Regions from separate parts of the Mus musculus genome. Here regions 1, 2, 4, 5 and 6 are each linked to region 3. A link is a contact called in public Hi-C and HiChIP or PLAC-seq data. All regions are on one chromosome and are shown on one strand. Each heading gives the region's core, a stretch centred on a gene start, on an enhancer-like site or on the middle of the called end of the contact. The rest is flanking DNA. Distances are from core to core; before and after follow the strand shown.

Region 1 (3,255 bases), core at 26-2,525, 500 kb after region 3:
AAATACTGGGCATTGGGTCGGGGAAACAGTGCTTAGGGGAAAGGTGCCTGATACTAAACCTGGCCAAAGTCCGCTTCATGCTTGGTGGAAAGAACTGACCCCTGCAAAATGTCCTTTGGTCTCTACATACCTACCCTGGCATGAACTCATTTGCACAATCTGCATACCAATAAATAGGTAGGTAATGTAAAATCGTTTTATATACCAATGACTTGATGTTGATATACTGAGTGATTTTTTTTTCAGTTTATGGGTTTTTTTTTTTTTTTTTTGCATTTGTATAGTAAATTCACTAATGAGTAGTGCTTTTAGAGTAGAAATGAAATTTTAAAAAATGTACGAGTCTTGGGAGTCTTCATTTAGATAATAAAAAATTACTGGCAGATGGACAAGCAGACAGGATAAGTAATTCCTTCAGTGCTCAAAGCCAAACCTGGGAGACAGCCCCGCCCTGTCTGGCCTGGGCTGACAGTTTTCTAGCACTAACTGAGGGCAAATGTCTTGCCTCATGGCGAGTTCATGTGGTCAGTACTAGATGTAGGGGGCACAGGCATGAGAGTCTTACTCAAAACTCATACACTCATGAAGCTTCTGGGTGGCTTTGTGTGTTTCTGAATCATTAAATCCAGCGCAGAACTCTCTAAAACTCTCACGGCTAAAAAGCAAAAGAAAGCACCATCATGGAAAATATTAGAAAGCTCATTTTAATTCACTCTTTAGAGGGAATCTTTCTTGGTGTTTATAGTGCCTGATAGCTTTGCTTGGGTCTCTTCCAATCATCTATGGCTTTTATTTTTGTCTGCTCTAAGGTTCCTTTCCTTACAGGTCTCTGAGAGTATACACACTCAACCTGGTCTTTATATAGTCTCGGCTCTCTCTACAGCTGTGCATCCTTCGCTGCACAATCACAGTTATTCGATTAGGTTTAGCTGTCTGCTGCATAGGAGTCTCCTCTCTAAAAGCACCGAAAGATGACATAGAGGTAGGTCAATACAAAAGTCTTCAGCCACATCCCTAGTGTGGACTGGGTCCTGTGTTTGATCTTTAGCAAGGTGTAGACCAAAAGGCACATTTTGAGGCTGAGGATTTAGCTCAGTAGTAAGCATGGGGCCCTGGGTTGGTTGGGTAAAACCAAAAGTCTTACTAGCTTTTATTTCTGAGAAGCAGAGAGCCTGAGAAATGTTTATAAGGACCAAGCTTTTAAAATGGCACTTTGCCCTTTGCGTACCTTTTGCATCTGTGTGTCTGGAAGTCTTTGTTCTGTCTTCAAATCACACACTGTCTTACTTTGAAAGTGCTTCCTCTGAAGGCATTTCACCGTGATTTTAACAATTCATTAGTGCCATATGGAAAGCAGACAGTTGAAAAGTATAGTCACTCCATAGCATCCAAGCTGGCTCGACCTCACTGAGGGACCAAGAGTGACCCTAAGTAAAATGTTCCTTCCCAAGATGAATGTATAAATGAATAATGTGATAACCTCAAATTATCTTTCCTAAGCAAGCCTGCCTTTCCTGTAAATGCTCTGGGCCTCATCTGGTTCACATTACTTGGCACTGAGAATCAGCACGGTTTGTTGTGGTCTCATCAAGAGATCTGGGATGGAGCACGACAGCCACATCTTCCTCTTTTCCACGTTTAACAGTCACTCTTCCTCTTGAGCAATGTCCTCTCGAGGGCACAAACTTTGCTAAGTGTTGTCTTGTCTCCAAGCCCCTACCCTTGCTGTGTTTGTACAGATGTCAGACAATCAGTTTGGCCCAACAAACATTTTTGAGTATCAGCTATGTAAGTAAAGCTGTGCTGGGCACAGAGCAGTGCAAGATAAATAGAACAAGATCTCCAAGAGCAGTTCTGTCTCTTTCAGCTGGCTTCCAGGCCTGACCTGACCAGCCAACAGTGTCACCAGATATGCTTGGATGATTGCTTTGTGTGTGGAGCTCAGTGTCAGAAGCAACCAGGGCCAATTGTTGGTTAATTTGGTTTTTTAAAAAAACATTTTAAAGAGGTGTGTATGTGTGTGTGTGTGTGTGTGTGTGTGTGTGTGTATGTGTGAGGGAGGAAGAGAGAGAGAGAGAGAGAGAGAGAGAGAGAGAGAGAGAGAGAGAGAGAACAATACCTGAGTGCAGGTGCCCTCAGAGTCCAGAAGTGTCAGAGCCTATAGAGTTGGAGTTACAGCTGGTTGTGAGCCACCTGACATAGGTGCTAGGAACCAAACTTGGGTCCTCTGGAAGAATGGCAAGTGCCCTAAACTACTGAGCTACCTCTCCAGCATGTTGCTTAGGTAACAATAGTCATTCCACCCCCGACCCCCTGCTCAATTCAATATTGAATATCCCAGGTGCTCTCCAGCTATTGCATCCTATTTGAAATGTCCTTCCTTTTTAAACTAGAGAGCATTGGCCACTTTAAAAAACAAACAGACACACACTTCATTACAGTATTAAAGTGTGTGTGTGTGCATATGTTGAGGCCACATAAGAACTTGGCTAGAGTCAGTTTTCTTTCTCTACCTCATTGGGTCCAGTCCCAGGGGTCAGACTCAGGTCAAGAGTTTGGCATCAGGTTTCTTTAACCTGCTAAACCATCTTGTCTGCTCTGAAACGTCCTTATGTTAGGGAAAATGCTCTCTCCTCTTCTTCTCTCTATCTAGGAATCTCCTCTGGCAAAAGTATTGTTTAAATCCACATAAATCATTTTCTCTCCACTGTTAGTTTTCTGTGGAACTTAGGGAAAACAATTGCTACACCCCTAGAAATGTATCTAGCCTATTGCTAGTCTTCTCTGGTCCACAGCATCCATTAAATAATACTTGGGTGTTGTAGCTAGTAGTGGTGGCCCACGCCTTTAATTCCAGAACTTAGGAGGCAGAGGCAGGTGACTGAGTTTGAGGCCAGTCTGGTCTACAGAGCAAGTTCCAGGACTGCACAGAGAAATCCTGTTTTCAAAAACAAAACAAAAACAAACAAAACTTGGGTAGTATGCTAGTTCAAATAAGAATGGCCCCTAGAGGCTCATATAATTAAATGGTTAGCCATCAGGTAATGGCATTACATCTAAAGGGTTAGGAGGTGTGGCCTTGTTGAAATAGGTAAGGCTTGTTGGAGGAAGTGTGTCACTGGGGGTGGGTTTTGAGGTTTTAAAAGCCCAAGTCAGACCCAGTGTCTCTTCCTGCTCCTTGCAGATCCAGATATAGAATTCTCAGCTACTTCTCTAGCACCCTGACTGCCTGAATGCCACCATGCTTCCTGCCAT
Region 2 (3,360 bases), core at 736-3,235, 340 kb after region 3:
TAAGTAGTGGTCAATATTCGTGTGGAAAGGAAGATTCATTCCAGCTGCCTGAACAACAAAGTGAGGCAGAAGGAAGTTTTATTCATTTATTTGTTCTCTTGTTCAATGAAATAGCCTGAATTGCTCTGGTAGGAGAGTCTGTCTTGAATCAAAAATGGTTTGACCAAATCACAACAGGAAATGGCTCTTGTTACATCCTAGCTTGCTCTGGCTCCTATTGGGCAAATAGAGCATCCTTTCTGTACTCCTTTAGCTACAGATCCAGCAGGTAGCTGTCCTAAGGGGCCCTGACACCTCACAGGTCTTTGTCTTTGGAATGTTTATTCTGAGAATTGTCTCAAGAAAGATGAGTGTTAGGTTGTTTTGGGGTTTTTTTTTTTTTTTTTTTGCTTTTGTTTTTTGTTTTTTGGAAAGGAAAGGAAAGGCACAGTAAGCTGGAATCCTGTCTTTAAATGTAGCTAATTTCTATTTAATTGGCCAGTAACTGCATTTAAAATAAACACCAGTTGGTAATCAAAAACAGGAGGATAAAGACTGAGCAATTGTGTAAGCAAGATAGAATTACTAAGCCAAAACAAAGTTGGAGGGAAGTGCAGAGACACACTGCTTCAGAGAAAACACAGGAGAGGAGAGACAGCTGTGGGCTCACAGACCTCGGAAAGATGAGCAGCAGCTACAACCGTTGGCGGAATGGATGCTAATCAGCAACTGATCTCCAGTTGTAAAGCATCGGTTCCTTTATTAAGTAAAAAATTTAAAACACTCATAAACAGCAGCTTTAAAACCGTCATGCAAAATGAGCTGGGCACACCCTGGTGTATCCCCAGAGACAGACAGAGAGATTGCATGGAGGTCCAGGAGACTCTTTGCTGAGGGCTGGCTTCTGGGAGTATAGTAATTCTGAGATTACTTCCCTCCAAGGAGCAGAATGTGCCATGGCAGAGCAGAGAGGGGCATGCCTGAACTCTGTGCTTGCTGCACCACCCAAGATGCACAGATGTGTCTTGCACAGGCTCATGCCTATAGCTGTTCTGTTTGGCACTGAGAGAAGAGCAGAGAGGAGAAAGGAAGGGGATGGTGACAGTGCCTTGGGAAGGATCTTGAGGACATGAGCAAGTTCTTCAACTTGAATCTCCATCACTTTAGGTTACACTTAAAAGCCAGACCTTCGCCTGTCCCATCTCTAAAAGGCTCACTGTTTGTCTCCCTTCTAATTAGCATGATTTTTCCCCCTTGAACACTGGGGTTGATTTTCTTTTTTTCCCACAGACAAAATTCACATCCCTGCTTACTGTTTGGTTCATTTGGAAGCAGTACTTATTCATCAAAGGGACTAAAAAGCCCTGGGAGGTTGAGTTCGAAGAAGGACTACACATGAGGGTCACAGTAAGTAGGCACTTCTCATCAAATCAGCTGCCCAGGGATGCTAAAGAGCTTTTTAAAGGGGAACTAATAAGGTCATTCAGCATCTACTGGCTTCTACAAGCCTTAGCTAAATTAGTCCTAGCATACAATAACCCTGTAAGGTAAAATAATGATTCCTGGTATTTTGAAAGCAATCAGTGATCCACGAAGAGGGAGTTAATGTCCCCCAGAACCAAGATTAAAACCGACACATTGAGGGAGGTTCCACTCCCTTCCTGTGATCGAAGGCCAGCTTGTTTGTTTCCAAGCAGGACCTTGGGTGAGGCGCACTTGCTCTGAGAATCCCGCAGCCACTGGAATGGCTGGCCCCTCTCAACTGAGTTTGCTAAGCACAGTCCTTTTCTAAGGCTGAGGGAATGCAGGTTTTGACCGCTGAGGCTGTTGAGACGGTTTGCTAGTTACATATTCTTGTAAGTTGTCAGGAGTCAGCTTTGTCTACATCCCCTTCCCCCCACCGAACACACACGCACGCGCGGACTCAAACCCTGGGAGGGCGGCCCTGGGCCACCCACACGCTGGCACACTTGTGTACGTGGAAGCCAGCTCGCTCTCCGCATTAGCTGTGGTGTGAATTCTGAGTCACATCTGCACAGCCGGAGAAGTGAAAGACTGTAATTTACATACACCCCAGTTCTTGTCGTTAAAGCGGAAGATCTCCGTGTTAAATTCTTCCTTTCAAGTGATTACTCATCATCCAATTGAGGGGAAAGCCTGGGCTATCACCTAGGAAAGCGATCTAATCCAGCGAGTTTGTAGTCGCTGGACGAACGCAGGAGGCCTCTTTCTGGTACCGTCTTGGGGAAGGTGGGAGAGTGGATGGTAGAGTCCCCTATCCGCCCCCCCCCCCACCCTATTCCACCCCTCCCCTCCACACCAGGCTTCCTGAAATTTTTAATTCAGAAAAGGAGTACCTCGGTTCCTGTGTATTGGGTAGGAAGTTGTAAAACAGAACACACTCAAAAATAAGCATTAAGAGTGAGCTCCAGGACAACCAGGGTTACACAGAGAAACCTTGTCTCAAAAAAAGCTTTAAGGCTACACTGAGTCTGTCCACAGCAGGAACCGCCGGCCACTGCGTTTGCATAACGGTAGTGTCCACTCTCTTGTATCCTCTACAGGAAGTGCTTGGTCCATTCCACTAAAAATGGCTGAATATTTTATTGACTAAAACCTGGGGGATGGAACTGCACATAAACATATCTGGAGGGCCGATTTTAGTTGTGTTTATGTCTCATGGTTGGAATCCCTTTTAACTACATATTTTAGAGACTTGGAACAGCTCTGAAATTCAGACACTTGATGAACAACAACCACAGACGTGTCACAGCAACATTTGGACACTTTGAAGATGGTGGCAGGGACTTTAGTGGGGAGGCATGAGAGAAGAGATTTTTTTTCTTCCTAATTATGACACTTTAGTAGCTGGGTACAGACTTCAAAAAGCTAGTACAGACAGAGCAAAATCGTACTGTAGAGCTCCGTTGGAAGGATTCGTCTGCCAGCCGTCACGATGTGGAAAGTTCATCTTTTCATCTTATAAGTAAAAATATCCCTCGGTTCCCCCATTAGTAAGGGAGGGTGGGAAAAGGCATGCGCACTGCACACACTCTGCAGGCAACTCTCTTCAGGGACTCCAAGGTCCTGTGGCCTGTGAAAGAGGTGCCCTCTGCCCAGGGCTCTTAACTTCACAGGGATAAGCTTTTCACCCAGCTGTCCAGGGAACAAAGGGCATGTTTCATCTGCCTACACCCACAGCCCCCTGGGTGGGGCAGGGGGTGACAGTCCAATGCCTATCACATGGCCTCTGGCGCATAAAAGCTTTTAAATAATTCTGATTTTGAATATCAAATTGACATGAAAAGTGCATTTAAGAAGAATAGGCATGATCCGTGCTGAAGAGCATGCTCTATGCAAATAAGTTGGGCGGTCACTTGC
Region 3 (3,530 bases), core at 227-2,726:
CATCAGTATAGACAGGTGCCCCATGAAGTTATGCAATTGGTCCAAGGTCAGCTACAAGTAACAAGACTGGGGTTTGGATCCAGGTTCTCTGACCATAGAGTTCCCTTATGTTTCTTCACTATAGGAGCCTGTATACCTAGGGTTTCTAGGCAATATATAATAAATATAAAGAAATTATTACATTATAGTATAATAAATTATATAATATAAATATAGTGTTATATAATATTATATATTAATTATATTATACTATATATATATATATATATATATATATATATATATATATTATATAATCCTGGTTTTGTAGACCAGGCTGGCCTTGAACTCAGAGATCTTCTTGCTTTTTCCTCCAAAAGTGTTGGGATTAAAGGCACGTGCCACCACAAGTGACTATTTATTGGTCCTTCCTTCCTTCCTTCCTTCCTTCCTTCCTTCCTTCCTTCCTTTCTTCCTTCCTTTCTTCCTTCTAGACAAGATCTCACTACACAGCCCAGGCTGGCCAGGTACTTACTGTGTAGCCCTGGCTACCTTTGAAGGACCAGCCTTATTCTCCTAAATTTTGGAATTACAGGCATGAGTCACTACACCTGGCCTGTGGGAACATGAACATGAGACAGTCCAATTATCTATTATACTAGGCTAGAATTCCTCGCTTAATGGTTGCTATGGCTGAGTTTCTCTCTAAAATGTATTTTGAAACTAAGTCCTCAGTGCAGTGGAGTTGCGAAGTCGGGTATAATGGGAAGTGTTTGAGTCACAAAGAAGGGGGCACTGATTGATGCAGCTCTACCGGTCCATGGGCGTGGGCTCTCTCTCTTCCACTCTATTGCCACATGAAGAATAGCATTTTCTACCTCTGGAAGATGTCGGATTCCAGGCTCCAATGTTGAAGTCAATATTTGACCCTTACCAGAAGCTAAACCTGCACGCATTTTGGTCTTGTATTATTATACGTTTATTGTTTGCAAATTACCCAGACTGTGGTATTCGTTATAGCAGCAGGAAATGGCTAAGTACGTAAGTGTCAAACAACTTAAGGAAGTCCTTCATCAGCTCTTCTGGGCCTATTTTCTCATCTGAAAATTGGGCATAAATATGCCATGCTCAGAGGAAGGCTAGGAACATATATATCTCCAAATTCTGGACACAGCCTAGCACAAAGCCAAAGTTCAAAAACTGCCTCTTTCTTCTCCTTTCCTATACAATTTTCAAAATCTAAAAGTTTTCCCCTGTTGATTTTTGAGTATCTTTTGAAATAAAGCTCTCTTCATGACTGACAGGCAGTATGACTGCAGGCATCCGAGGGGATGAAGTTTTCCTGTGGGATGGAAAGAGGCACAGATGTTAGGCATCACTGAACAAAGAGCCGCATGAAGGAAGCTAGGGAGTGACTCACAAGCTACGGTGCCCAGCATGCCCCACAGCAGCTGCCCTGCACTGGTCTAGGCTGGACCGGGGCTTTCAGAGCCGGAAGGGGTGCTGTGACTGAGTCAGCACCTGCTAATAAAAGAGAGCAGGCGCTGTGAGTGACTCAGAGCAGTAGTACATTTGACTAAGATATGCTTTTTAGAGGGGTGCAAACGGGGCAGATGTTCTCTTGCCAGGACTGTGTGATATCTGGGGTAAGGTGCTTTGTAGTTAAGTGGATACCATCTTGAAGAAATGCCAAGGGCAGACAGTTGTGCAGGCTTTTGAGGCAGCAGAATGGAGAGACCTTCAGGCACTCAGCATAGCTAGTTTTTATACCTCCCGTGTCTTGACAGAAGACATATATTTACAGAAGACCATAAGAGAAGAGACAAGTGCCTTAATGGCTGAGAGAAATAACAGAGAAGGAAAACCCAGTGGTGGTTGAGAGAAGGGACTATACGATGAAACCATGCCAGAAAGCTGTGCTGGAGGCGATTCTTGAAATTGGACCAAAAAAACCCGGATTCCTGGCAGATTCTATGTTAATTTTTTATATTAAGAAGTACAACAAACATACATCTATGAGAGTTTCACAGAGAATTTAAAGTGGTTCTTCACTTAATCATTTCTTAAAGTAACTGCGGGTTAAGCTGCTGAGTTAACCCTTCCTAGATTTGAAATCACCTGGGAGACACATTTGGGTGTGTCTGTGGGTTTATTTCCAGACAGATTTCCTGAGGAGGGAAGACACAGCCTAGATTCAGGAAGCATGATCCCCTGGACTGATTAAAAAGGAAAAATGGAGACAGCAGGCTTAGTGACAGCGTTCATCTCTCCCCTGACTGTAGACACACCTGTCTTCTGCTACAGCTACCATGATTTCCTCACCAGAATGGTTTCACTTCAAACAGTGGCCCAAAATAAGCCCTTCCTTTGTTAAGGTGCTTTTCTTAGCTGTTCTCACAGAGACAAGAAAGAAACATAGTAACCTGGACTCACAATTTAGGGGTGCAGAGCCTAGTAAATCCCAGCAGAGCCTCTGTCCAGCACCAGGGTTATCTAACCTTGGATGGTAAGATGTAACCACCTTTAAGAAGCAAAGACAGCCGGGCAGTGGTGGCGCACGCCTTTAATCCCAGCACTCAGGAGGCAGAGGCAGGCGGATTTCTGAGTTCGAGACAAGCCTCGTCTATGAAGTGAGTTCCAGGACAGCCAGGGCTACACAGAGAAACCCTGTCTTGAAAAAAACCCCAAAAAACAAAAACAAAAACAAAAAAACCCCACAAAACAAACAAACAAACAAACAAAAAAAAACAAAGACAGATTTGAAAGGACGCTTTGATAACACCTTGTTACTGTTCTATTGCTGTGAAGAGACACATGACCAAGACAACTTATAAAGGAAGGCGTTTAGTTGGGGTTGGCTTACAGTTTCAGAGGGTGAGTCCATGCTCATCATGGCAGGAAGCGTGGCTGCAGGCAGGTAGACAGGCTTGGTAGAGAGCCATAGCTGAGAGCTCACAACTTACCCACAAGACAGAGGCAGAGAGAGTGAGCAAGATGTGTTTTTGAAGCCTCAAAGTCCACCTCTGGTCACATACTCCCTCCGACAAGAATTCGTCCTGATTCTTTCTAAACGGCCCATCAACTGGGAACCAAATATTCAAATATACAAGCCCATAGGGACCTTTCTCATTCAAACTGCCACGATGCCTTCATAAGGTTGTTTCACGTGAGCACATCGGTGTGTGTACAACATCTCATAGCTCAAAATCATTCTTTGAAGAACAAGGCAGGGGCAGGACTATGACTCTGTGAATAAAAGTAGGGAAACAAAAAGCACCTGTGCAAACCACCAGCAAATTTTCAAATGGAGGAAAACAAAATCTTTAATTATGGGTTACATTCTTTAAAAAATAGCTAGAATAATTTGCGTTGACTTTCCCCCCCTACGGTTTATTTTTAACTTTTAATTACACACACACACACACACACACACACACACACACAAACACACACACACACACTGGAGGTGCATGTGTGAGTACAGGTGAATGCAGAAGACAAAAGACAATATTGGGTCCTCTGGAGCTGGAGCTGGTGTTAGAAGCAGTTTA
Region 4 (3,560 bases), core at 680-3,179, 370 kb after region 3:
TTTTACAATTTTAGATGTAATTAAGATGAAACTGGGGAGCCTTTAATCCCAGCACTCCGGAGGCAGAGGCAGGTGGATTTCTGAGTTCAAGGCCAGCCTGGTCTACAAAGTGAGTTCCAGGACAGCCAGGGCTACACAGAGAAACCCTGTCTCAAAAAAAAAAAAAAAAAAAAAAAAAAAAAGAAAAGAAACTGGGGGCCTATTAAGGGTAGATGGGCTCAAGTAAAAAAGTGATGACCTATGATACTTAATGCACTGGATTCAATCTCCGGGCCCCTCCCCCAAATAGAGCAGATTCCAGAGGGTGCACAATTCAATCTTTAAATTCAACTTTGTTACTTTCAAAGATGAATTACATAAATAATAGGTTTACTTTTTCCTGTCTGGTTCATATATTTAAATCATACTTTTTAGCTTTTTCAAAACAAGGAAAAGGGAAGAAGCAAAGAATCAGGAAATCCTGACCCTGAGACCTAGTTTCAGTGTCAGGGTATTGTAACACTCGCTCATCAGTACATGGTGGTCACAAGGAAGGAGTAATGCCTGCCAAGTGGATTTGGAAATTGACATTTTCAAAAGAGTTTTGTGACCCAGAGGTTATAGTTGTATATGAACATTCGTCTCTAAAGTACATATCACCGCTGTCATTAGTCGCCCACTGAGCACACACTATATATTTCATTCACAATGTCCCTGCCACACGAACTGCAATATGGTTTGATTATCCCCCTCCTCAAATAAACAAACAGTTCAGAGTAGTTAATGATTCTGTCCTGATATAGCAGACATATTTTAAAATCCAGGCTTATTTCTTTCCACTTCCACATTTCACAATTTACAATAAAATAAAGCTACTAATATGGTAGATCCAGGCTGATTTGTCTGACTCTTAGCACTGTTACTGGTATTGCCACTACTCCTTAGTAAGAAGATGGCTTATTAAGTTAATGCTATAGAAACACAATTGCCCTCTCTAATCCCTGACAGCTTCATGTAAGTAGCTGTGCCTTCAATTCAATGCTCCCCAAAGCCCTTTTGTAAGACAAAGCTCTAAGTGAGTGGACTTAGGACCCCTACCACCCTCATCTGAAATTCAGGGGCAGATTTAAGTAGTCCCTCCGTCTATTACAACAAAAGACTCATATTTCTTGTGTTTTGGATCATTTTCTGAGAGCTGACAAATTCCTTTGGAGACTTGGCACAGGTTTATTTTCCTGTTAAAATGTTTTTCACTGGTATGCTTTTCTAAAGAGACGCTCCACTGCTTTAATCAGTCTCAAAAAACTCTGGCTCTTCTTAAAGTATCATCACTGTTCTGAACAAATTACAGAAGAGCCTCCATTTAGCCCCTAACTCCTACCCTGATTTGCCAAGGTAGGTACTAGCCTACCTGGCTTTCCATTACTGTTAGGGTTTGACATTTCCAACAAGGTAAGACTCTTCCCCAACATTCTACTAAGACTTATTTGTTATTTACATCTGGCATTCAGAATGGGTTTCATTATGTTATAGTTGCCTATGATGGTTCATCTTACAGGATTCAGAATAACACAGGAAATAAACCTTTTTGCATTCTGTAAAGATGTTCCCATGGCTGGTCTGAGTCTCAAGACTGAATAAAAAGAAAGACAGCAAACATTCTTTTCTTTATTTTCTGGCTGTAGATGTAACACGAGCAGCTATCTCACATAGCTTCTATCATAACTTCCCTGCCACGATCAACTGTACCTTAAACCAAGAGCCACAACAGACTGTTCCTTCCTTAAGTTTTGCTTTTGTCAGGTTTTTTGTTAAAGCAACGAGAGAAGTAAATAATTCACATGTATGCCTTTGTACTTTGTTCATTCCGTGTCTGTTTACTGTCCCCCATCCTCCTCCTAGACTTCCTGTTCCACTTTCATGCCTGTCTTACAGATATATTGCTTAATCTGATCCTATAGAAGACAAAACATGCAATAACTGTTTGTGTGACGCTGGCTTATTTCCTTTAATATGAGCTCCAGGACTATCCATTTCCTTTCAAAAGACTTTCTTTTCCTTTGTGGACGAGTAAAACCAAGCATACATATAACACATTTTTCTCTGTTGATGAGCATGTAGGATGATTATTTATTAGTGCAACAATAAGCACAAATATGCAGATATTCTAAATTCCCTACATGGATAACACCGACTCCCACATATACATACTTTCATCAGGCTAATATTCTAACTTTACTGAAACATATACAAAGGCATGTATCATGATGGACTTTTATACTTATACTTGCCATTTTAAAGTATGTATGTATGTGTTCTAAGCAATGTTAAAATGTACCACTATTTTCTGAGAACACTGTTTCTATTCACCTTATAGTATCACAATAGTATACTTGTTTATAGCTTTTCAGATTCCAACCTTATTATCCTTGCCTCCCCTTTACCATTTTGAAATGTTTCCTAAACCAATTTCAGTATTGAAATAAAATTGGATTAATTTTATCCCTCTAGGGAAAGAGTCAAAGAAACTATGTTTGGCATTCTTATAACCATGAGACGGTTACATGAAATAGATATCCTTTCAGCTCTGAGACACAGCCCCTCAAGCCCCTGAATTTGATTTGTTGCTTATGCTACTTCAGCTCAGGTATTCTAGGGATATTAAAGAACAGGATTCCTTTTATCAGTATCAGAAACACTCTTTATACAATGGAATTTGCTGGAATTGTATGACCCACATCTCTTGTTTCCTTTGGTTCTTTGAATTTAATAGTTAAATGGAAAACACGAAGCATTCTCTGTAGCTAAGATCATGACCTGTGAAATCTGCTTTTGGAACCAATGCCCTTTGTTCCTTATCCCTATTAGGAGGGAATGTCCTGTAGCTGTAGACCAGAGAGCAGATAGGATGCTGTATTTAACATTTCACCCTGTCAATTTATTTTGTGCTTTTCTTCTTCAAACATCTCCCTATTCTCACTGATTTGCTGATCTCTCATTTTAGACCTGTATTATCACTGTTTCAGACAGGAAGACTAAAACAATTTTTGAAAAGAAAAAGCAAATAATTATTTTCTTTTGTTGTAATTCTTCATTCTATATCATATTTATGCTTATATTATTTTTATATTTTATACTTTTAAAATGAGTATACGTTTTTTTAAAGGCATAATCTCTTAAAGTATTTCTTTTCACTATTTAAAACTTTTCCAACAATGCAGCATTTGAAAAAGGAATTTTATCCTTCCAAAGGAGCCACATCTTGCTTCTGTTAGCTCAGCATGCCAAGCTGCTGGTCTCACTAATGAGTTCTACTGTCTCATCAGGAGGACAGCATGTTCCTAACTACTGGATGGAGACACTAGCTCCAGCTGTGCGAGTGAAATCCCAGCAATTGCGTTTTTTATTACTTCTAATTAAAGAAAGAAAAACTAAGGTAACAATTTCATTTTCACATATGAACTTGGAAGAAAACACAAGCCAATATATTTCTAAAATTGACCTTATTACAAAATGATTTTGAATTTTAATTCTGAGAGATTCTTCTTATTTTCAAGTTTTGTGTCCTTGTTTTAAGACAG
Region 5 (3,147 bases), core at 117-2,616, 290 kb after region 3:
AGAACACATTACACTAAAGTATTTTCCATGGATTAACAGCAATAGCTAAAAGATTCCACACTCAAGCCGAGCCGTGTCTGATCCATCCAAGTAAATGGGAGCCGCCGGTCTGTAACTGAGAGCCGACTCCACACCAGGCCTGTCAAAGCCTAGAGCCTGAACACTTTATTTGCTGCCTGCCACTTTCTGTTCTAAATTGTGTAAATATTTAAAAGGGTCTGCATTTCTCAAGAACTCTGCATAGTTACAAAGGACATAGCAGACGCTTCACAGATCTTAGTAAATACCAGAATAGATCTTTTGTGTCAAGTTGGATATCTAAAATTTGGAAAATATTTAGAAATTTACAGTTATTCAAAACATTATTTGCTGAAGACTTAAAATATAAATAAATCAAGCTGACTATAAACTTTAACCTTTACAATAAACCTTTTTTAATTTGGACATTTTAAATCTCTACTTTGAAAAAAATCATTTGTACAGAGACTGGGCTGAAGTATATTCATGAAGGGCTTAGTTAGTAGATGAAGAACAAAGAATGTTTGAAAGGGAGGTTTACTCAGCAGAGAAAATAATTTGTTTTTCAATACTGGAGGTTTCTTTTATTTATAAAACATCTATTCAGTGTGTGGGCAAGATGAGACCTTCTTAGATATGCTAATCATTTTTATCTATTAACTAAATCTGGGCCTAAACGGACAGCCCTTGTTACTCATTTTTCTGGTTACTGTATTACTTGAAAATTCTATGACTACATTCTTGAAATGGCCCAGTTACTCCAGACTTGTGGGGTTTCCTGTGTGTTTGTAGTTTGTATTGACAGCTTTCAACTTCTATTGATGTTAAGCTGTTGGAAAACACAATTCACACATTAAAGAAGTCTGGTTGTACACTAGAAAGTTTTCTACAAATTGTGTGATTTTTTTTTTAAACCTTGAGGAGCCTTGGTGTCTTCATTCCTACACTTTAGAAAGTAATTGTGAGTATTTGCTAGGGAAGTCGAGAGGGTGGATAAAGATACAAGCATTTAGAGTTGTTAGATCTGCACTCCTCATATATACTAAAGAACTCACCTCATAAATTACTCACTTCTAACTTCATCTACATCATCTCTGTTTTGCAGACACAAGCTCAGGGAATTAGAAAACTTCCTCCAGATCACACACATAGATGAATGCCCCTTCTGCTTGTAAAGTGACCACGGGCAACACACAACTGCCATGAAAAGTAGTATTAGACTCAGACAGCACAAAGCGAAAGATCATCCCTAGCCGGGGGCTGCAGCTCCCATTTGCCTGTAGGAACAGCCTCACTATTTTGAGCTTGTACACTGTGCAGGGAATATGAGTCATCACCTTTCCCAACACTCCTCCACACTCCGACGTCCTCTGTTATGAATTACGTCCTAGGCGTCTTTATCGAGTTACTCCCTGTGGGTTTTCAGCTATCGTCATTGTCCTTGGGTCACATTTTTCACCCTCCTAAGTTAATTGCTTTCCTAGATCCTTCTATTCTAGCTCAGCAAGTAATGCTGCATCATTTGAAAAAGAGCAAGAAATTGTTTAAATTGTGCATTGGTTTACAAATGTTGCATTTTCCAATTTTATACCACCCCAGGACTCTACAACCTGCTGGGAAGACAGAGACCTGAGTACAGAGCAAATGCCCCCAGAAAACGTTACTTTCATGGACTGTTTTCCCAACAGCAGATTAATGGCAAGGCAGGCATGCTGGTAGTGGAGATAATGAAGGTGGCAGTCATGCAGGTGATGGTTGTGGGGACACTTTAGTGACACAGATAGCATACAAACTCACCCAGTTGTTTGTGCTCCAGCGTGTAGGATTTCATCCTAGTCTCTGGACAGCTCGAGTTTATATTATCATGATTTAAAATTTACTAATATACCATGAGATTCTCAAATAAACAGCATCTCTGTTTTCATCAGGTGGTAGAAGACTTTGTATATTTTGTTTTCCTTTAAAATTTAAAGCATCTATCCCAGTAGGTCTCTTTAACTTTACCATATTTAACATTTAACAAGATCTCAACTTATGACTTCACATGCTCACATTTCTAGATCACAGTGGTCCTGACAAGTGGCCAAGACATTTAGTCGTGGTGTTGGTAGTGGTTGGATTGGTTTTGTTGTTGTTTGTTTTTTAGGGTTTTTTTTTGGGGGGGGGGGGGATGAGAAAGGATCTCATGTGACATCAGGCTTGGCTTGGCCAGGCTCTCCTGACTCTATCTCCTGGGGGCTGGGATCACAGATATGCACCATCACACCCAACGGAAGAATTTTTCTTTCTCTTTCTTTCTTTTTTCTTTCTTTTTTTTTCTTTCTTTCTTTCTTTCTTTCTTTCTTTCTTTCTTTTTTTTTTAAAGATATGCTTGATTCTGACTCCAGAGAATCGGGTTGAAGCTAGAAGTAGAATCAGTAGCCCAGTGGTAGAGCCCTTTGGGGGTCCCAGAGAGACATCCAGGAACTGTGTGTGAAACTGGACAGGATGCAGAGCAGCCTTTCCAATGCTCTTTGATAGCGTGGTCTGTCCAGACAGTTTCTGCCCTCAGGCTCTCTGCAGCCTCCTCCTCGTCCATCTGTAAAACACAGGAATGCACCTCAGAAACCTCTATTTTGTGTGTCTACCCCCAAGGGGCCGGAGGCTGCTTCAGTTCCACACCATAAAATTGCCAGATCCTTTGCTCTAGGTGTGGTTACGAGAGCAAGATGATTATAATCATTGGGCATAATTTGTGTCACCCTACACCCCAGCTTTCCTTACACTGGATTGTCAGTCTGCTTCAAGAAAGAGAAAAAAAGAAAAAAACAAGCAAGCAGAAGTAAAAAAGACGTTTATTGAAGTGGGATCATTCTGTTGGGTTATTTGTGCATCTTAATAAATCACCTGCAGAGCTGCCATTTTGGCAGCATGAGCTGATGTCCTGGTAACATCACCATTTCCTGGATCATCAAAGAATTTCCAGCGTGCCAAACCTGTTGTATTTGTCCCTACTTCCCTCCCAAGTTCATTAGCCTCGCCCACATCTTCTAACCTTTTGCATCTCCAAGGTGCACCATCTAGTACAGGCAGCCATAAGCCCTGGTAGCTACTGACCAGGAAGAGACAGGGGTCTGTCTTCTGCACTGA
Region 6 (3,525 bases), core at 367-2,866, 480 kb after region 3:
CTCTAGGGCCAGAGGCCTCTAGTGCACATATGTACCCTGCCACCACCACTGAACCTTGGGCAAGTTTCAATGCCCCCTCCATGCTTCAGCTGTGCCATTTTAGAATGGGCTAATAATAGTTAAATTAGCTGGAAGATGCAGAGTGACCTGAGCAACACTGTCATATAACAAGCAATTAAGAAATGCCAGCTGCTAGCATTGTCTTGGGCACTATAAATGATCACTTTCCTCATGCTCATAAAATTAGATCACGTTTAGGCATTACTAATTATTAAGGCTTCAGCTTAAAACTCCAGCATGAAACATTCCTTATGTTCCTGAGGGACAATGCATTTCCAGAGGAGAGTCAGAGTTGGTGATGCCACTTTTTTTTTTTTAATGGTTACAAGGAAGAGACTAGAGAAACGAAAGTAAGTTTTACCTAAAGCATTTCAACATATTAGAACACTTAAAATATGGATATTGTGTTAGAGGCACCAGTTTGCATCCTTGGCTTTGTAGCGTATACCATTTAGAAGCAGAGGATAGAAGACATTACAGAAGAAGCTGAAGTCCCTTCTGCAATGTTGCTAAGGGAAGTTAAGAGTCCATGGCTGGTAATTAAAATTAATTCGACGTATTGTGCATAAATTGGATCCTAATGAGAGGAGCAGTTGCAGTAAAATAATTAAAGAATGAAAATATTTTCTCAGAACAACAACAACAAACTAAAAAAAAAAAAAAAAGAAAGAAAGAAAGAAAGAAACCCCTCAAAGCCAAAGCCAGGGAGGCTGTCCATTCTCGGCTCATGTGTTTCTCTTCAGCTGCAGCTGGATAAAAAGGAAGCAGTGTGGAGGGCAGAGAGATGGAAAATCAAAACAAAACCTTTCATGTGGTTGGCTCAATCTGGGCAGGGCAAACAGGACACCTGTGAGTAACAGAGAAGGAAATCTTTGCAGACAGTGAAAGATAAGTCACCCGGCCGGGCACGGCAGCAAAACCAGCCTGGAAGTAAATGACAAGTGCCAGGGACCGGTGGCGACTTAAAGTCAGAGTACCTGCGGTGAATCAGAATCATAAGAATTAGATTCGGGAGAGACAAACTGTTTCTCAGTCACTTATGTCTTTAAGAGGATTCTTTTTTAAGAATGTGTTCAAGTTTACAATGTATTCAATTTCCCAAAGCGTAGGAGGTTTAGGGAGACTTCTGGTGAAGTTCAAAGACTAAGGAACTTAACTTCCCAGTGAGAGTTTATTTTAAATGTATCCATATTGGGTTTTTAAACTGTTTTTGAATTCTAACTTTAAAAATGAATGTTTAAAACAATTCTAGTTTCTAGCTGAGTAGCAGTGGCCCCTTTGCATCCAACAGAGCCCAGGATGGGTGTGCCCACCCAACCCTGATATCACAAGCTCTGGGGATTCCCTGTGGGCTCCCACTCGCCTTGGTACCTCTTCTTGGTGTGGGTAGTTTGGGGGGTGGGGTGGGTGATAGAACATTTTTTTAAAAATCTGTTTTTGTAAGTTTCAAGACAGAGAATGGAATCAGGTGGGAATATTGTAGAGTCTTCTAGCCAGTTCTGAAGCACTGATCTCTAACTCCGCCCACCGCTAAGCTGGTGCCAGTCACTTCCCACATTGCTGTGGAATTATAAGTATGCAGATTAATTCCCTCCCCTATGAACTTCTCCAGGGCAGGGGCCAAGCCTAGTCATTACTGCGTTTCCAGTTCATCACAATGAGTAACACAAAGTTGGTGTCTAATAAATATTTATTGCATAAATAAAAGCTCAGAGGGCTGGGCTGTTCCTCACCTCTAAAATGAGAAATACTCTGTTATTTTATAAGACATAACTTGATTCTCCAGATAACATCTCTCTTTGCCATGTGCCTTATTCATTCTTTCGACCCTTTGGCTCAGGGGATCTTCGGCTCTAACCACTAGCAACCTGGACAGAAGACTGGCCTAGCAAACTGGACCACCACGGGTGCCTCTCTAAGCACTTGAAATGAGTCTCCCAGGGACTGAGCCAAGAGTCTACCAACTAAAGACCAGCTGCAGAGTTTGGGAAGTGGAGTGGACACAGCGGATTTGTCGCTTGCACATCTGAGGCATGTGAAGTCTTTAAATGAGGGTACACCCAGCTCCCACAAACCCAACGAGCCAAGCTGGGTGAGCCAGCTGCTTTCACTTTGCTGAGAGGAAACTGCTTCTCAGTGTTCCAGTGTAGTTACTTGGCCAGATTTTCCCCGGGATGGTAATGAGGACAGTGAATGTTGGCTGTTCACAAACCCTACTTATAAATGAGCGATTCTAAACTCTAGCCCCCAGGGCCAGACAGGCTGAGTGAAGCCTGCTGGGGAAGTCGGCAGGGATGGCTGTCCTCAGGGGCTAGAAACTGCAGCTCAAGCAGGAATCTGTGCCCAGTGTTGCCAGGCCTGATTTTTCAAGGGATGCCAGATACGCAGATTATATGGGCATTTCCCCGATTAAGCAAAACAAAACAGATCCAACTGAGCAGGCAGATGGAACCCTAAACTGCTAGGTATTTTTGAAATCTGCAGTTCAACCAGGTGAAGGAGCCTGTTACCCTGTGACTGGCAACAGAAGATTCCTAATCTTCTTTATTTATTTTGTTGGTTTTGTTTTTTGTTTGTTTGTTTTGGCTTTATGATTAACTAGAAACTTTGAAATTTTTACAAAAACAAGGACCATATAAAGGTGAAGTAGTTAGCGCACATGTGGAAGTGAACTAGTAGTATTTGCATTTTAATTGCATTTTAATTCCCTTATAGGCAGCTTGAATCTGTTATAAATGCTAACATCTGTATACATATGACTATGAGTTTATGTACAGAAACACGCATGAATGTTTATTTTTAAGTCACTGATCATTGGTATCTACTTTAAGAATATATTGTTGTGCCAGATTGGGTTTGAGTTTTGTATTTTTTTTTATTCATCAGAACCATGGGATAGAAATTCATCCTTTGCCCGGAGTTGCTTTGTTTTGAATGTGGGGAAATGAGAATACATTTCAGGCTTTGATCCCTGGACCAGATTATTTTCTGTCTCACAATGAGGTCACAGACAGGACATGGGAACAGAGCACATGCTGAGAACCTGCACTGGCCCACGCAAAGGCCATCTTTCAGGGCCTCTGGCGTGACTGCTTTGCTTTTATTAAAAAAAATAATAATAAAGTAATAATGGGAATGAAAGGCCAGATCATCCCACTTCGGCTCTGTCTTAGTGTATGGAGAGGCTGGAGGATTGTGATGAAAAGCCGAACTATTAGTCATTTTGATTTTATTAAAATGGAATTCTTTTTCTCAAAATTTCTGTGACTAGCAATAAATTTAATGTCTACCTGGAAGAGGGACTGGAAAATGGCTCAGTGGGCTCTGAGCACTTGCTACCCTTGGAGAGGACCAAGAGTTTGATTCCCAGCATCCAAGTTGGTGGCTTACAACTGCCTGTAACTCCAGCTCGAAGGGATCTGACACCCTCTTGTAGCCTCCAGGGACATAGACAGACAGACATGC

What was found. Hi-C and Micro-C count contacts between places; a contact is called where the count stands out from the background. HiChIP or PLAC-seq counts read pairs in DNA pulled down with a chosen protein or histone mark.
Region 1: a Hi-C map of bone marrow-derived macrophages shows a contact between it and region 3, with 17 read pairs. The contact joins two enhancer-like sites. A contact is called at or near these places in 1 of 15 datasets of contacts at CTCF or cohesin (the NIH/3T3 cell line), 2 of 484 Hi-C or Micro-C datasets (CD4 T cells and bone marrow-derived macrophages), 5 of 115 datasets of contacts at active chromatin or transcription factors (the NIH/3T3 cell line, embryonic basal ganglia, embryonic limb bud and 2 more) and 1 of 9 other capture datasets (embryonic stem cells).
Region 2: a contact with region 3 is called in a Hi-C map of the N1E-115 cell line, with 4 times the contacts expected there. The contact joins two enhancer-like sites. A contact is called at or near these places in 1 of 15 datasets of contacts at CTCF or cohesin (the NIH/3T3 cell line), 9 of 484 Hi-C or Micro-C datasets (the N1E-115 cell line, Th1 cells, bone marrow-derived macrophages and 5 more), 10 of 115 datasets of contacts at active chromatin or transcription factors (CD8 T cells, bone marrow-derived macrophages, effector CD8 T cells and 5 more) and 1 of 9 other capture datasets (embryonic stem cells).
Region 4: a Hi-C map of bone marrow-derived macrophages shows a contact between it and region 3, with 20 read pairs. The contact joins two enhancer-like sites. A contact is called at or near these places in 3 of 15 datasets of contacts at CTCF or cohesin (the NIH/3T3 cell line and large pre-B cells), 16 of 484 Hi-C or Micro-C datasets (bone marrow-derived macrophages, cerebral cortex, cortical neurons and 7 more), 8 of 115 datasets of contacts at active chromatin or transcription factors (cardiomyocytes, embryonic basal ganglia, embryonic limb bud and 5 more) and 3 of 9 other capture datasets (adipose tissue, embryonic stem cells and liver).
Region 5: a Hi-C map of the C2C12 cell line shows a contact between it and region 3, with 3 times the contacts expected there. The contact joins two enhancer-like sites. A contact is called at or near these places in 2 of 15 datasets of contacts at CTCF or cohesin (CD8 T cells and the NIH/3T3 cell line), 12 of 484 Hi-C or Micro-C datasets (the C2C12 cell line, the Patski cell line, Sertoli cells and 7 more), 4 of 115 datasets of contacts at active chromatin or transcription factors (embryonic stem cells, extraembryonic endoderm stem cells, fibro-adipogenic progenitors and 1 more) and 1 of 9 other capture datasets (embryonic stem cells).
Region 6: an H3K27ac HiChIP or PLAC-seq map of a colorectal cancer cell line shows a contact between it and region 3, with 8 times the contacts expected there. The contact joins two enhancer-like sites. A contact is called at or near these places in 2 of 15 datasets of contacts at CTCF or cohesin (the NIH/3T3 cell line and large pre-B cells), 10 of 484 Hi-C or Micro-C datasets (LSK cells, Sertoli cells, Th1 cells and 6 more), 16 of 115 datasets of contacts at active chromatin or transcription factors (the NIH/3T3 cell line, VIP interneurons, acute myeloid leukemia and 12 more) and 1 of 9 other capture datasets (embryonic stem cells).

What each region holds. Positions count from the first base shown.
Region 1 is chr3:65,416,736-65,419,990 of GRCm38.p6, reverse strand. No RefSeq gene overlaps it. Among named protein-coding and RNA genes, the nearest start is that of Ssr3, 26 kb to the right of the region's middle. Within about 2 kb of position 1,275, at least 36 of the 459 cell types and tissues checked have an H3K27ac peak or open chromatin away from gene starts, as enhancers often do. A contact at or near this core is called in bone marrow-derived macrophages, where this site is marked.
Region 2 is chr3:65,585,171-65,588,530 of GRCm38.p6, reverse strand. No RefSeq gene overlaps it. Among named protein-coding and RNA genes, the nearest start is that of Gm34924, 6.0 kb to the right of the region's middle. Within about 2 kb of position 1,985, at least 182 of the 459 cell types and tissues checked have an H3K27ac peak or open chromatin away from gene starts, as enhancers often do. A contact at or near this core is called in CD8 T cells, the N1E-115 cell line, Th1 cells and 5 more, where this site is marked.
Region 3 is chr3:65,920,602-65,924,131 of GRCm38.p6, reverse strand. No RefSeq gene overlaps it. Among named protein-coding and RNA genes, the nearest start is that of Gm35039, 5.9 kb to the left of the region's middle. Within about 2 kb of position 1,476, at least 98 of the 459 cell types and tissues checked have an H3K27ac peak or open chromatin away from gene starts, as enhancers often do. A contact at or near this core is called in the C2C12 cell line, CD8 T cells, the N1E-115 cell line and 9 more, where this site is marked.
Region 4 is chr3:65,548,285-65,551,844 of GRCm38.p6, reverse strand. All of the region lies in intron 4 of Tiparp (TCDD-inducible poly(ADP-ribose) polymerase), which reads right to left. Among named protein-coding and RNA genes, the nearest start is that of 4931440P22Rik, 21 kb to the right of the region's middle. Within about 2 kb of position 1,929, at least 7 of the 459 cell types and tissues checked have an H3K27ac peak or open chromatin away from gene starts, as enhancers often do. A contact at or near this core is called in bone marrow-derived macrophages, where this site is marked.
Region 5 is chr3:65,634,365-65,637,511 of GRCm38.p6, reverse strand. No RefSeq gene overlaps it. Among named protein-coding and RNA genes, the nearest start is that of Mir8120, 23 kb to the left of the region's middle. Within about 2 kb of position 1,366, at least 59 of the 459 cell types and tissues checked have an H3K27ac peak or open chromatin away from gene starts, as enhancers often do. A contact at or near this core is called in the C2C12 cell line, muscle stem cells and pancreatic cancer cells, where this site is marked.
Region 6 is chr3:65,440,557-65,444,081 of GRCm38.p6, reverse strand. No RefSeq gene overlaps it. Among named protein-coding and RNA genes, the nearest start is that of Gm34576, 7.1 kb to the left of the region's middle. Within about 2 kb of position 1,616, at least 175 of the 459 cell types and tissues checked have an H3K27ac peak or open chromatin away from gene starts, as enhancers often do. A contact at or near this core is called in bone marrow-derived macrophages, cerebral cortex, a colorectal cancer cell line and 3 more, where this site is marked.